Regions from separate parts of the Sus scrofa genome. Here region 1 is linked to region 2. The links are chromatin contacts, called in public Hi-C maps. All regions are on one chromosome and are shown on one strand. The core of a region is the stretch at or near the end of the contact, and the rest is flanking DNA. Distances in the headings are between cores, read along the strand shown.

Evidence for each region. Hi-C and Micro-C count contacts between places; a contact is called where the count stands out from the background.
Region 1: a Hi-C map of alveolar macrophages shows a contact between it and region 2, with 1.8 times the contacts expected there. The contact joins two enhancer-like sites. A contact is called at or near these places in 9 of 47 Hi-C or Micro-C datasets (adipose tissue, alveolar macrophages, embryonic fibroblasts and 4 more).

Annotation. Positions count from the first base shown.
Region 1 is chr18:54,526,407-54,532,047 of Sscrofa11.1, reverse strand. No RefSeq gene overlaps it. Among named protein-coding and RNA genes, the nearest start is that of CDK13, 99 kb to the right of the region's middle. Within about 2 kb of position 3,672, at least 5 of the 83 cell types and tissues checked have an H3K27ac peak or open chromatin away from gene starts, as enhancers often do. A contact at or near this core is called in alveolar macrophages, where this site is marked.
Region 2 is chr18:54,475,954-54,481,963 of Sscrofa11.1, reverse strand. No RefSeq gene overlaps it. Among named protein-coding and RNA genes, the nearest start is that of CDK13, 49 kb to the right of the region's middle. Within about 2 kb of position 3,588, at least 33 of the 83 cell types and tissues checked have an H3K27ac peak or open chromatin away from gene starts, as enhancers often do. A contact at or near this core is called in alveolar macrophages, where this site is marked.

The DNA of each region.
Region 1 (5,641 bases), core at 2,423-4,922, 50 kb before region 2:
AGAACACTGTAAACCAGCTACAAGGGAAAAAATAAAAATCATTATAAAATTAAAAGAAATGTTTAGAATGGATAAGAAATGAAGTTTTACTATATAGCACAGGGAACTGTATCCAGTCTCCTGGGACAGAACTTATGAAAGAAACTACGAAAAAGAATTGTGTGTGTGTGTGTGAACAAATCACTTCTCCGTGTACCAGAAAGAAACACAAAATGGTAAATGAACTATACAATACATGAATATAAAGACACACGTTACTCGGGCTTCGCAAGTTATACGGAAACTAGAAGCCGTGTGCTATTTTTTTTTTCAGGCCACATTCATGGCACATGAATGTTCCCAGGCCAGGGATCAATCCGGCACCACAGCAAGGACCCATGCTGCTGTTTCACACTGTTTTGTCGAAATAAAATTAAACTCTTTATAAAAGCCAAAAAAAGAAATAGAAAATATATTCAATGTCTTTAGTCATTAGGTAAATTCAAATCACAACCACAATGAGGAGTTCCCTTTGTGGCGCAGTGGAAATGAATCCAACTAGGAACCATGAGGTTGCGGGTTCAATCCCTGGCCTTGCTCAGTGGGTTAAGGATCTGGCGTTGCTGTGACTGTGGTGTAGGCAGGTGGCTACAGCTCCAATTAGACCCCTAGCCTGGGAACCTCCATATGCCGAGGATGCAGCCCAAGAAAAGACAAAAAGACAAAAACAAACAAAAAAACAAAACAAAACAACCACAACGAGATCCTACTTCACATTCAATAGGACAGCTAAAATCGAAAAGACAGATAATAAGACAATAAGCATTACTGATGAGGGTATGGAAAAATTAGAACTTCATATACTAATGGTGTATGTTGTCATGGTGAGAATATGTAAAAACAGTACAGCTGCTTTGGAAAAGAAATTTGGCGGTTCCGCAAAAGGTTAAGCATAAACAAATGATCCAACAGTTTCACTCTTTGGTGTGTACACCCAAGAGAACTGAGAACACACATCCACTCAAAACGTACATAAATGTTCACAGCAGCATTATTCATCACAGGCAAAAACGACAAACAACCCAATATCCACATACAATGGAACGTTATTCAGCATAGAACGGAAGCAAGCAAATGCTTGAGTGCTCCTGAGCCAAAGGCTTTCAGTCTGACGTACACAGAAGCCAATACTACGGCACTGGTTTTGAGGAAAGAAAAAGCTTTATGGCAAAAATCAACCTGCAAGGAGACCCACTCAAATCTCTCTCCATGATCTGGGGTGCAATCAGACTTCTAGGAGTTCCCATGGTGGCTCAGTGATCAACGAACCCGACTAGTACCCATGAGGACACCGGTTTGCCTTGCTCAGCGGTTAAGGGTCTAGCATTGCCGTGAGCTGTGGTGTGTGTCCTAGACGCAGCTTGGATCCCAACTTGCTGTGGCTGTGGTGTAGGCTGGCAGCTGCAGCTCCGATTCAACCCCTAACCTGGGAACCTCCCTATGCCACAAGTGCGGCCCTAGAAAGACCAAAAAAAAAAAAAAAAAAAAAAAAAAAAAAAAAAAATCACACTTTGAGGAGTTGGGGAGGATGGGGTGGACGCAGAAGTGCTGGCAGGACAGGTCTGCCCTGAAGGGCTTTGGAACTTGGCCGTTTATGGTAGGGGTTGGAAGAAGGCTTCTGCACTGGATCTTCTTAGGGAAGGGACCCCCTGGTTTCTGAAAGTGTTCCGGGTTCCAAGTTAGCCATGTTCTCACTGTTTGGTTCTGGAGGGCAGCGGGAAAAGAGCAACTGGTTCTGGGAGTTGAGTCAAAAATTGTCTCTTCTGCACATGCTGTATGATTTGTGGCTTCCTTCTATTATCTCTGAAACACAACAGAGCAGGACAAGTTTGCGCTTGCCCCACGGTTACAACAACGCGGATGAGCCTTGAAACATCATGCTCAGCGGACGAAGCCGGTCGCAAGGGACCTGCCTATTATATGATTCCATTTATATGAAGGGTCCCAAATGGAGACAGAAATAGCCTAGCGGTTGCCTGGATCTAGGGGTTTGGGAGAAATAGGAGAGGCTGTAAAGGGCTTAAGGTTTCTCTGTGAGGTGATGAAAAGGCTCTAAAATCCCCCGTGGGATGGTCGCACCCCTCTTTTAACACATTAAAAACCAGTGAACTGAACACTTTAAATGGATGAATTGTGTGCTATGCGAATTAGATGTCAATAAAGCTGTTCTCTCTAAAATAAAGACTGCAGACCCTATGAGTCCCTTTATGCAGCGTGGTCTATCTCGAGATGGAGCCAGATGAGCGGTTTCCAGGGAGGACAGGGGTGGAGACAAAGACGCAGCAGCAGGGAGTCCTCGCAGCAGCGGAGCTGTCCTGTATCCCACTTGCGGTGGTGGCGGCCCGCATTTCTACAGGGAGCAAGCGCCTAAAACATGCATACACGCAAATGAAGGCACTCTTCTCACGCTGGGACCCACTCGCCAGAAGCCTGTCACCGTCTCACGCTGGCAGCGACTTCCCCTTGCGTGCACCCTGCTCCCCAGCACAACTGCCTCTGTGTTCATGTGCTGCTCCTTGCACAGTCCCAAGTCCCCTGAACCTTAAATCAGGTCCCAGTCCCTCGCCCCACTACCTGCTTCTGGGGGCTGCCGCCGAGGAGGGCGGAAGGGCCTCCTTGAACCCAGCCCTGGTCTTCCTGGGTGAATCCTTCGGTCCAAGACCAAAGGGCAGAGAACCGACGGATAAAACCCGGTGGAATCAATACCGCCCAGGGGCTGGAGAGGCATCCCGAGGCCTCAGCCCTTAGCTCAAGGGAGGAGATGATTTTAGGAGGCAGGCAGTGTACCATCAAGAGAGGATACCGTTGTGGCACAGTGGAAACAAATCCAACTAGGAACCGTGAGGTTTCAGGTTCGATCCCTGGCCTTGCTCAGTGGGTTAGGGATCTGGCATTGCTGTGGCTGTGGTGTAGACTGGCAGCTACAGCTCTGATTAGACCCTAGGAACCTCCATATGCCACAGGTGCAGCCCTCAAAAGACAAGACAAAAAAATAAATTAAATTAAACTAAATAAATAAAATGCAAAAGGCATTAAAAGAGAGAGAGAGAGAGAGACAATGCCCTCTGGAGTTCCCACTGTGGCGCAGTGGATTAAGACTCTGACTGCGGCGGCTCAGTCACTGCAGAGGTGTGGGTTCAATCCCCAGCCAGGCCCAGTGGGTTAAAGATCCAGTGTTGCTACAGCTGCAGCATAGGTGACAGCTGTGGCTCAGAGTCAGTCCCCTGGCCGGGGAACATCCAAATGCCATGGAGACAGCCATGAAGAAAGAGAGAGAGAGAAAGAGGATACCTTCCTGAAAGACAGAGAAAGACAAACACCACATGGAATCACTGAATCACTCAGATCAAAATCATAGAAGCAGAGAGAGCGTGGTTTTAGGAGCTGGGGGAAATCAGGAAGGGTTGGTAAAAAGGGAACGAGCTTCCACCATAAGATGAGTAAAGCCTTGTCACCCAGTCCAAGCTCATACTGATCGCCACACAACAAGCCAATAAACCGTGAGACGAGTTGTCAGCTCAAGGAGCAGCAACTTTATTCAGAAAGCCAGCAGACTGAGAAGATGCTGGACTGGTGCCCCAGAGAACCAGCTTGGCTGAGTTAGAATCCAGGCTTCTTTTACACTAAAAGGGGAAGTTAAACATTTCCTGGTTCCCATCAGCTTCACGGTGGGGGGAGGGGGGAAGGGGTTAATTTCTTCCTGCCTGTGGTCACTCTCAGGCAGCCCGTCAGCCCGTTCCCTGTGAGCTACACAAAGGTGGCTGAACCCAGTGCTCCTTCCCTGGGAGGCAGGGATCCCAGGGACGGTGCAGTGTGAGGAGTTGAAGCCTGCAGGCAGCATCCGTCCGGGATTCACTGGAGTGGAGCACGGAGCTCCGTCCCATCCCACTCCCACATTGTCAATGTCTGTTCCACAGTCTCGCGGGCAAAGGGCTGAGGACCACTCTGGCCCTTTGCCGAGTTGATGGATCGTCCTTCGAACCTCTGGCCGTCCTGGGACAAGCCTCTTTGCTTTTCTTATCTACACTATTTGAATTGATGACCCTCAGCACGTTGTTGTCTAACTTGCAGTTGAACTTGGGGGTTTTGGTCCAGTTCCCAATACACATGAAATTTTTGTGCTCTTTGTTTGGAAACAAGTGGGTTGACCCTTCTCCAGCTATGGGAAAATTTCCGCCTGCCTCTGCGGGCTGGGCAGACCTCTTAGAGGCAAACTCACGAACAGAGGTTAGTACAGTGGCCCCAAGTTTTCACACAGTTGGCAACTCCCAGGTCCTCTAGAGCATTTGTATCTATTCTCCCACCTGGGCGGATATTCTCCCAGACTGGCCTACTGGACAGTATTTCAAGGGGGCTTAACTTAATTAAGCCTGCTTCTGGGAGCCACCAAGCCATAGCAGGACAACTGGCTATACCTTACTCCAAGTTAAATTTGTCTCTGCATATTGTAGCTTTTTTTTTTTTTTTGTCTTTTTAAGGCTGCACCTGCAGCATATGGAGGTTCTTAGGCTAGGGAACCAGGCCCAGTGGGTTAAAGGATCCAGCGTTGCTACAAATCGGAGATACAGCTGACAAGGCAGAATCTGAGCCCCATCTGCGAGCTTCATCACAGCTCACGGCAACGCCAGATCCTCAACCCTCTGAGCAAGGCCAGGGATCGAACATGCACCTCATAGATCCTAGTCGGGCTCTTTAACCACTGAGCCACAACGGGAACTCCGGCAATGTTTCTTTTTAATGTAGGATTCATTTTCTTGGTTTTCCTGTTGATTCTGGTCTCCAGGATGAGGGTGGCATCAATGCCTGAATCCGGATCAGGGGATAATTTCCCTAAGAAGGGCTTTAACCACTTCAGAGCGTTTCTGTCCAGGTGAGCTGTGCTCCTACGCATCCTACAAACGTGTCTGTAAACACTAGAAGGTTATCTGCAATGTCTTGTAGCTTGAGGCATTTAAGTAAAATCTATTTCCAGTCCTCAGAGGGGCAGGGTCCACTGTGTTGGGCCCCCGCCTAGGGAGGTCGGACAACAACCGTTGGGTTATTTTTTCAGCCCAAGTCATGCATTTCTGAATGACTCACTGGACGGTTTTTGTAGGTTAGGCCCCACTGAATTATACCATATATATACATGTATTTTATATATCTAATATATATTAAACATTATATATAAATATGTGTGTATACACCCATATCTATTTTAAAATATTGAATGCTTCACAAATATGCATGTCATCCTGGTGTAGGAGGCAGGCTAATCTCTTTATTTTATTTTTTTGTCTGTTTAGGGCCTAACCTGCGGCATATGGAAGTTTCCAGTCTAGGAATTGGAGCTATAGCCGCCGGCCTACACCACAGCCACAGCAATGTGGGATCTGAGCCGCGTCTGCCACCTACACCACAGCCCACGGCAACGCTGGATCCTCAACCCTCTGAGCGAGGGCAGGGATCGAACTTGTCCTCATGGATACTGGTTGGAGTCGTTAACCACTGAGCCACAGCGGGAACTCCCAGGCTAATCTTGTCTGTATGGTTCCCATTTTAGCATGTGTGCCACCGAAGCGAGCACTCCATCAATCTATTTCTGAATCCCTGTAGTCCGCTC
Region 2 (6,010 bases), core at 2,339-4,838:
TTAATAAACATTTAAACGAAAGAATAACTATCTGTAATAAGAGTGCCTCCTAAGACATTTCTTGGTGCTTAAACTATCTTATTTTTGGAGGGACATGGGGTCAATGAAGTGTAGTCTCCAGACTAAGTAAAAGGAACAGGAAATTAGAGATACTGTTTGCCCTAAAAAATAAATAAATAAATACATTGTGGATTTTTTTTTCCTTTTTATGGCCCCACCTGCAGCATATGGAAGTTCCCAGGGTAGGGGTCGAATTGGAGCTGCAGCTGCTGGCCTCCACCACAGGCACAGCGACGTGGGATCTGTGACCTACATCCTCATGTTTACAGTTGGGTTGTTTCCCCTGAGCCATGACAGGTGCTCCACCTAGTCAGGTTCCTAACCCAGCGAGCCACAGCAGGAACTCCTGGAACAACGCTTTTGAAGGAATCAATCTGCCTTTCCCAAAGGCGGGTCTTCTTCCATAATTTGTCTGCACAAGACTTTTAAAAAGATGGCCTCGGAGTTCCTGTCGTGGCTCAGTGGAAATGAATCTGATTAGCATCCATGAGGACGTAGGTTCGATTCCTGGCCTCACTCAGTGGGTTAAGAGTCCAGCATTGCCGGGAGCTGTGATGTAGGTTGCAGACAGGGCTCAGATCCCCCGTTGCTGTGGCTGTGGTGTAGGCCAGCAGCTGTAGCTCCAGTTGGACCCCTAGGCTGGGAACCTCCAAATGCCACAGGAGTGGCCCTAAAAAGCAAAAAAAAAAAAAAAAAAAAAAAAAAAAGAAAGAAAGAATGGATAGGGACTGACTTAAATGCCATTTTTTAAAATAGGCATTTCTTGTCTCAGCTGAGTGGAAAATTTTTAAAATTATGGAAAATAAAGAGGCGTAAATTCCTAAATCAAGGAATGATATAACTTTTTGAGGTTTAGTGACAAGGGGCATAAAATGTGTGTGCTTTCAAGTATACTAAGCACTTAGGTTCTGAAAACACCCTTTGGATCTAAAACAAGAAATCAGTTTGTCCTGGTACAGACTCACCTGGGAGAAGTAACGTTCCTGGACTTAATTGCCCAGCAGAAGAACTAACGCATTTCTCCAAAGACCTGCAGGTGGCCAACAGACCCATGGAAAGATGCTCGCCATCGCTAACTCTTAGAGAAATGCAAATCAAAACAACAATGAGGAGTTCCCTTCATGGCTCAAACCCGACAAGGATCCGTGAGGGTGCAGCTTCGATCCCTGACCTTGCTCAGTGGGTTAGGGATCCAGCGTTGCCGTGAGCTGTGGTGTAGGTCGCAGACATGGCTCGGATCTGGCCTTGCTGTGGCTGTGGTGAAGGCCAGCAGCTAAAGCGCCAATGCAACCCCTCCCCTGGGAACTTCCATATGCCACGGTACACTGCAATGAGGTACCACTCACCCTAGTCAGAATGGCCATCATTAAGAAGTCTACAAATAACAAATGCTGGAGGGAGTCTGGAGAAAAGGGAACCCACCTACACTGCTGGTGGGAATGTAAATTGGTGCAGGCACTGTGGAAGATGGAATGGGTTCCTCAAAAAATTAAATATAGGATTACCACGTAATCCAGCAATCCCACTCCCGAGCATATATCCAGACAAATCTATAATTCAAAAAATTCATGCACTCCTATCTTCATAGCAGCACTATTCACAATAGCCAAGACACGGAAATAACCTGAATACCCATCGACAGAGGAATGGATAAAGAAAATGTGGTACATATATACAATGGAATATTACTCAGCCATAAAAAATGAAACAATCCCATTTGCAGCAACATGATGGACCTAGAAATCATACTAAGCAAAGGAAGTCAGAAAGAGAAAGACAAAGACCATATAATATCACTTATACGTAGAATCTAAAATACGACACAAATGAACTTACCTATGAAACAGACTCAGACACTGAACAAACTTGTGGTTGTCGAGGAGAAGGGGGGTGGAGGAGGGATAGAGTGGGAGTTTACCAGACCAAACTATTATATATAAAATGGATAAAAAAAAAGTTCTTACTCTATAGCACATGGAACTACATTCAATATCCTATGATAAACCATAATGGAAAATACATATTTTAAAAAAGAATGTGTATATATATATATATGTATGTAGAGCTGAATCTCTTTGTTCGACATCAAAAATTAACACAACAGGGTAAGTCAACTACATTTCAATTTAAAAAAAGAAAGAAACCAGCCTGGTGTGAGTGAAACCATTTCCTGTCTTTAGGCAACAGGCTTCATTCAGCCTCCGTGACCTCCCCTGAGTTCCAAAGGGTGGGATCAAGCAGTTGCTCCTCAGAGCTAAGAGGAGCAGAAAAGGGACAGCCAAGAAACAAAAGGGCAGCCTTGGGGCAGGTCCCAGTTCCTCCTCTAGGGATGCACAGAAGAGTAGCGGAGGTAAAACCCCCAGCAAATGAAAGGCGCTGACTACCTGACAAAGCCTTCTTCACTCCAGGACCACCCCAACCAGTCCCAGGGCCACTCAACACCAACTTAGAAGAAGAATGAGAAAGAAAGAAAAAAGAAAAACACTGTAACAATAAATATCCCTGTGTAATTTACAACAAATGCAATAATAAAGTCTTAAAGGAAATTTTTAAAGGAAGAATGAAATTTGCTCTACCCTGATCCTTATCCGTGGCCCTGGTTCCCACTCCCAAACGGTAAGACCATCTCCTATTCTCTCCCGAAGGAGGGCACAGTCTTTAGGGCATTAGTCCGCCGTGACCTCCTTCGCCTGCCAAAGCGATCAAAGCTGCTCATTCCTCCGCCTGCGTTTCTATTAGGCGCCGATGGACAGAGGCTGAGTTTTGGCAACAACAGAGCTGAGAGCAGGGGAACAAGACTGACTGAAGATCTTCTGTGACAGCAAAATGTACAAGTGCACAATCAGAAGACACGTGAACAGGGACAAATCATCACCCCACAGGGCGAGCCCTCCAGCTTCCAGGAGAGATGAAAACTGTCATTTGAAAAGGCAGAAGGGAATTCCCGTCCTGGCCCAGCCAGGAGCTGGGGTGTAGTGGCAGACTCGTTTCGGATCTGGCATTGCTGTGGCTCTGGTGTAGGCCGGCGGCTACAACTCCGATTAGATCCCTAGCCTGGGAACCTCCATATGCCGCAGGTGTGGCCCTAGAAAGCAAAAAAAAAAAAAAAAAAAAAAATATTATTAGAAGAAAGAAAAGGCAGAAAAATGACAAGCTTCTCCGGATTTGTTTTTTTTTATAAGACACTGAGAGGAAAAATAGCACATAAGTTTCTTTGTTTTAAGATCACAATTCCAGAAGACCTGTGGCTTGGAACAAAGAAACCCTTGGGTTTAAGTTTATTTCCTTAGTAAAATGATTTCAAAGACATCATTTTTTTTTTAGTACACCGTATGTTTTTCGAAAGAGGGAAGAATAGGTGTTGGGCTGCATCTGCACAGCTCGAAGAGCAAAGAAAGACCGCGGAGTCCACGACAGACCCCTTTAGGGATTAATGGACGGGGAGCTTACCCGTCGGAGGCCCGGCCGGCGCTGCACCGCCCGCGGCGGAAGATGGGCGGGACCTTGCTGGGGGGCGGGCGAGGGCCAGGTCTGCGCGGCATTGAAGTCGGATTGGCTCCTCAGCTGCCAGGGAAACCGGCAGAGGGGCCCGCCCCTTACCCCCCCGCCCCCTTCGGATTGCAATGAGCTCTAGCTGGGGCCTGGGGCTGGGAGTAGGACCGCCAGGGCTGTGGGTGGGGGGTAGGGAAGCAGGCCCGGCCGAGTGGGTGACGCACAGAGAGCAAGAGAACAGCCGTCCTGAGTGCCATCTCCTGCTGCTGCGGGGAGCTGTTGTGAGAATTAATTACGTTCGAAAACAAAACAGAAGTGGCAGCTGGACCAGAGCATCTCTGTGCTGTGAATGAAAGAAGAGAGATTAAAATATTTGCTGCGTGAAAAGGAACACTTCGGTTGGAGGGTACCTGTGCTCTGGTCCTGAGAGAGGTTTTCTTTGGCCGAGCTCAGTAGACGGTTACTGCTTTGGTGCCGAAGTGAAGGTTGGACACCCATCAAGGGGAGACTGTACTGGGCATTTGTTGCTGTTGCTGCTGTTTTCATCTAGCTCTACTCTGTAGTAACAGTACCCCGATTTTGCTCTAGGGAACCACTCCTCCCACACGATGAGCCCACAAGCTCCAGGGGACCCTGAATCCACCCCGGCTCTTGGGGAGAAGTAGGTGATCCAGGCGAAGCTGACAGCGGTCATTGGTTCGAGGAAGAACACGTGAACCACGTCAGACCAATCAGGACATAAGGATTCTATTGCGAGAAATTGAGTTCACCCGGAGAGGCTTGGACCTATTCTTTCTCATTGGATGTGAATAAGAACAGAGCTACTGGAGTTCCTGCCCTGACTCGGCTTAATGAACCTGACTAGGATCCATGAGGATGTGGGTTCCATCTCTGGCCTCATTCAGTGGGTTAAGGATCCAGGGTTGCTATGGTACAGGTCACAGATGCAGCTTGGATCCTACACGGCTGTGCTGTGGTGTAGGCTGGCAGGTGCAGCTCCTATTCGACCCCCAGCCAAGGACCTTCCATATGCCAGGTGTGGCCCTAAAAAGATTTTAAAAATAGAGAGAGAGCTACTGCTATAATACATTCCTGGGACGAGACAGGGTGGGGGAAGGTTGCAAAATGTTCTAACCGGCTGGAGAATTCAGTGATTGCCAAGAGACTAACAGAACACAAGTCACATTCTGCGATTTATTTTCTCGTGAAAGGTGTTATTGGGACAATTAGTGAAATTTGAGTGAGATCTGTAGATTAGCTGACATTATATCAAGTTTAATATCTTGCCTTTTTTTTTTTTTTTTTAAAGCAATGCACCTACAGCATATGGAAGGTCCAGGGCTAGGGGTAGAATTGGAGCTGCAGCTTCAGGTTTATAGCACAGCCACAGCAACGCCAGAACCAAGCTGCAGCTGCTACCTATACCACAGCTCATGGCAATGTCAATCATGAACCCCTGAGCAAGGCCAGAGATTGAACCCGAATCCTCATGGAGACTGGTCGTGTTTGTTACCCACTGAGCCACAACGGGAACTCTGAGATTCTTATTTTTAGATGATACGCAGTGAAGTATTTAGAGATAAAACATCATCACATCAGCAAGTCATCAACCATGATTCAAAAAAATGACATTATACACAAACACATGCAGATAAGGTGTGTATAAAGTAGGGACAAGAAAAGGAATGACAAAACAAATGGAATAAAAGGTGAAAAGCTGGGCAACCAGCTGAGGGGCATGGTGTAAATGGGAAATATATTTGGTCTTTGCCACACTTCCTGGCACTGAGCCCTAAAACCTTGGCATTTCCTGAGTGACGGGAGTGCCTTTTTCATGGGCAAGGAACCCTTCTTGTGCACACCTGAGCTTATGCTAATGAGGTGACCACACCCACCAACCTCTGGGAAGTTGGGGAGGCTGGAGATGAGCTCTGTAAAAACTCTGAGCAGGATTTCCCATTGTGGCACAGCAGAAACGAATCAGACTAGGGTCCATGAGGATTCGGGTTCAATCCCTGACCTAGCTCAGTGGTTCGTGGACCCAGCGTTGCCATGAGCCATGGTGTAAGTCGCAGACATGGCTCGGATCTGGTGTTGCTCTGGCAGGCAGCTCCAGCTGGCAGCTGCAGCTCCAATTCAACCCCTAGCATGGGACCTTCCATAGGCCACAAGTGTGGCCCTAAAAAGCAAAACAGAACAGGAGATCCCATCATGGCTCAGTGGTCGATGAGTCTGACTAAGAACCATAAGGTGGTAGGTTCGACCCCTGGCCTCGCGCAGTGGGTTAAGGAGCCGGCGTTGCTGTGAGCTGTGGTGTAGGTTGCAGGTGTGGCTTGGATCCCGCATTGCTGTGGCTCTGGTGTAGGCGACAGCTACAGCTCCGATTCAACCCCTAGCCTGGGAACTTCCATATGCTGCCAGTTCGGCCCTAAAAAGACAAAAAAAGCTGCAGTTGTGA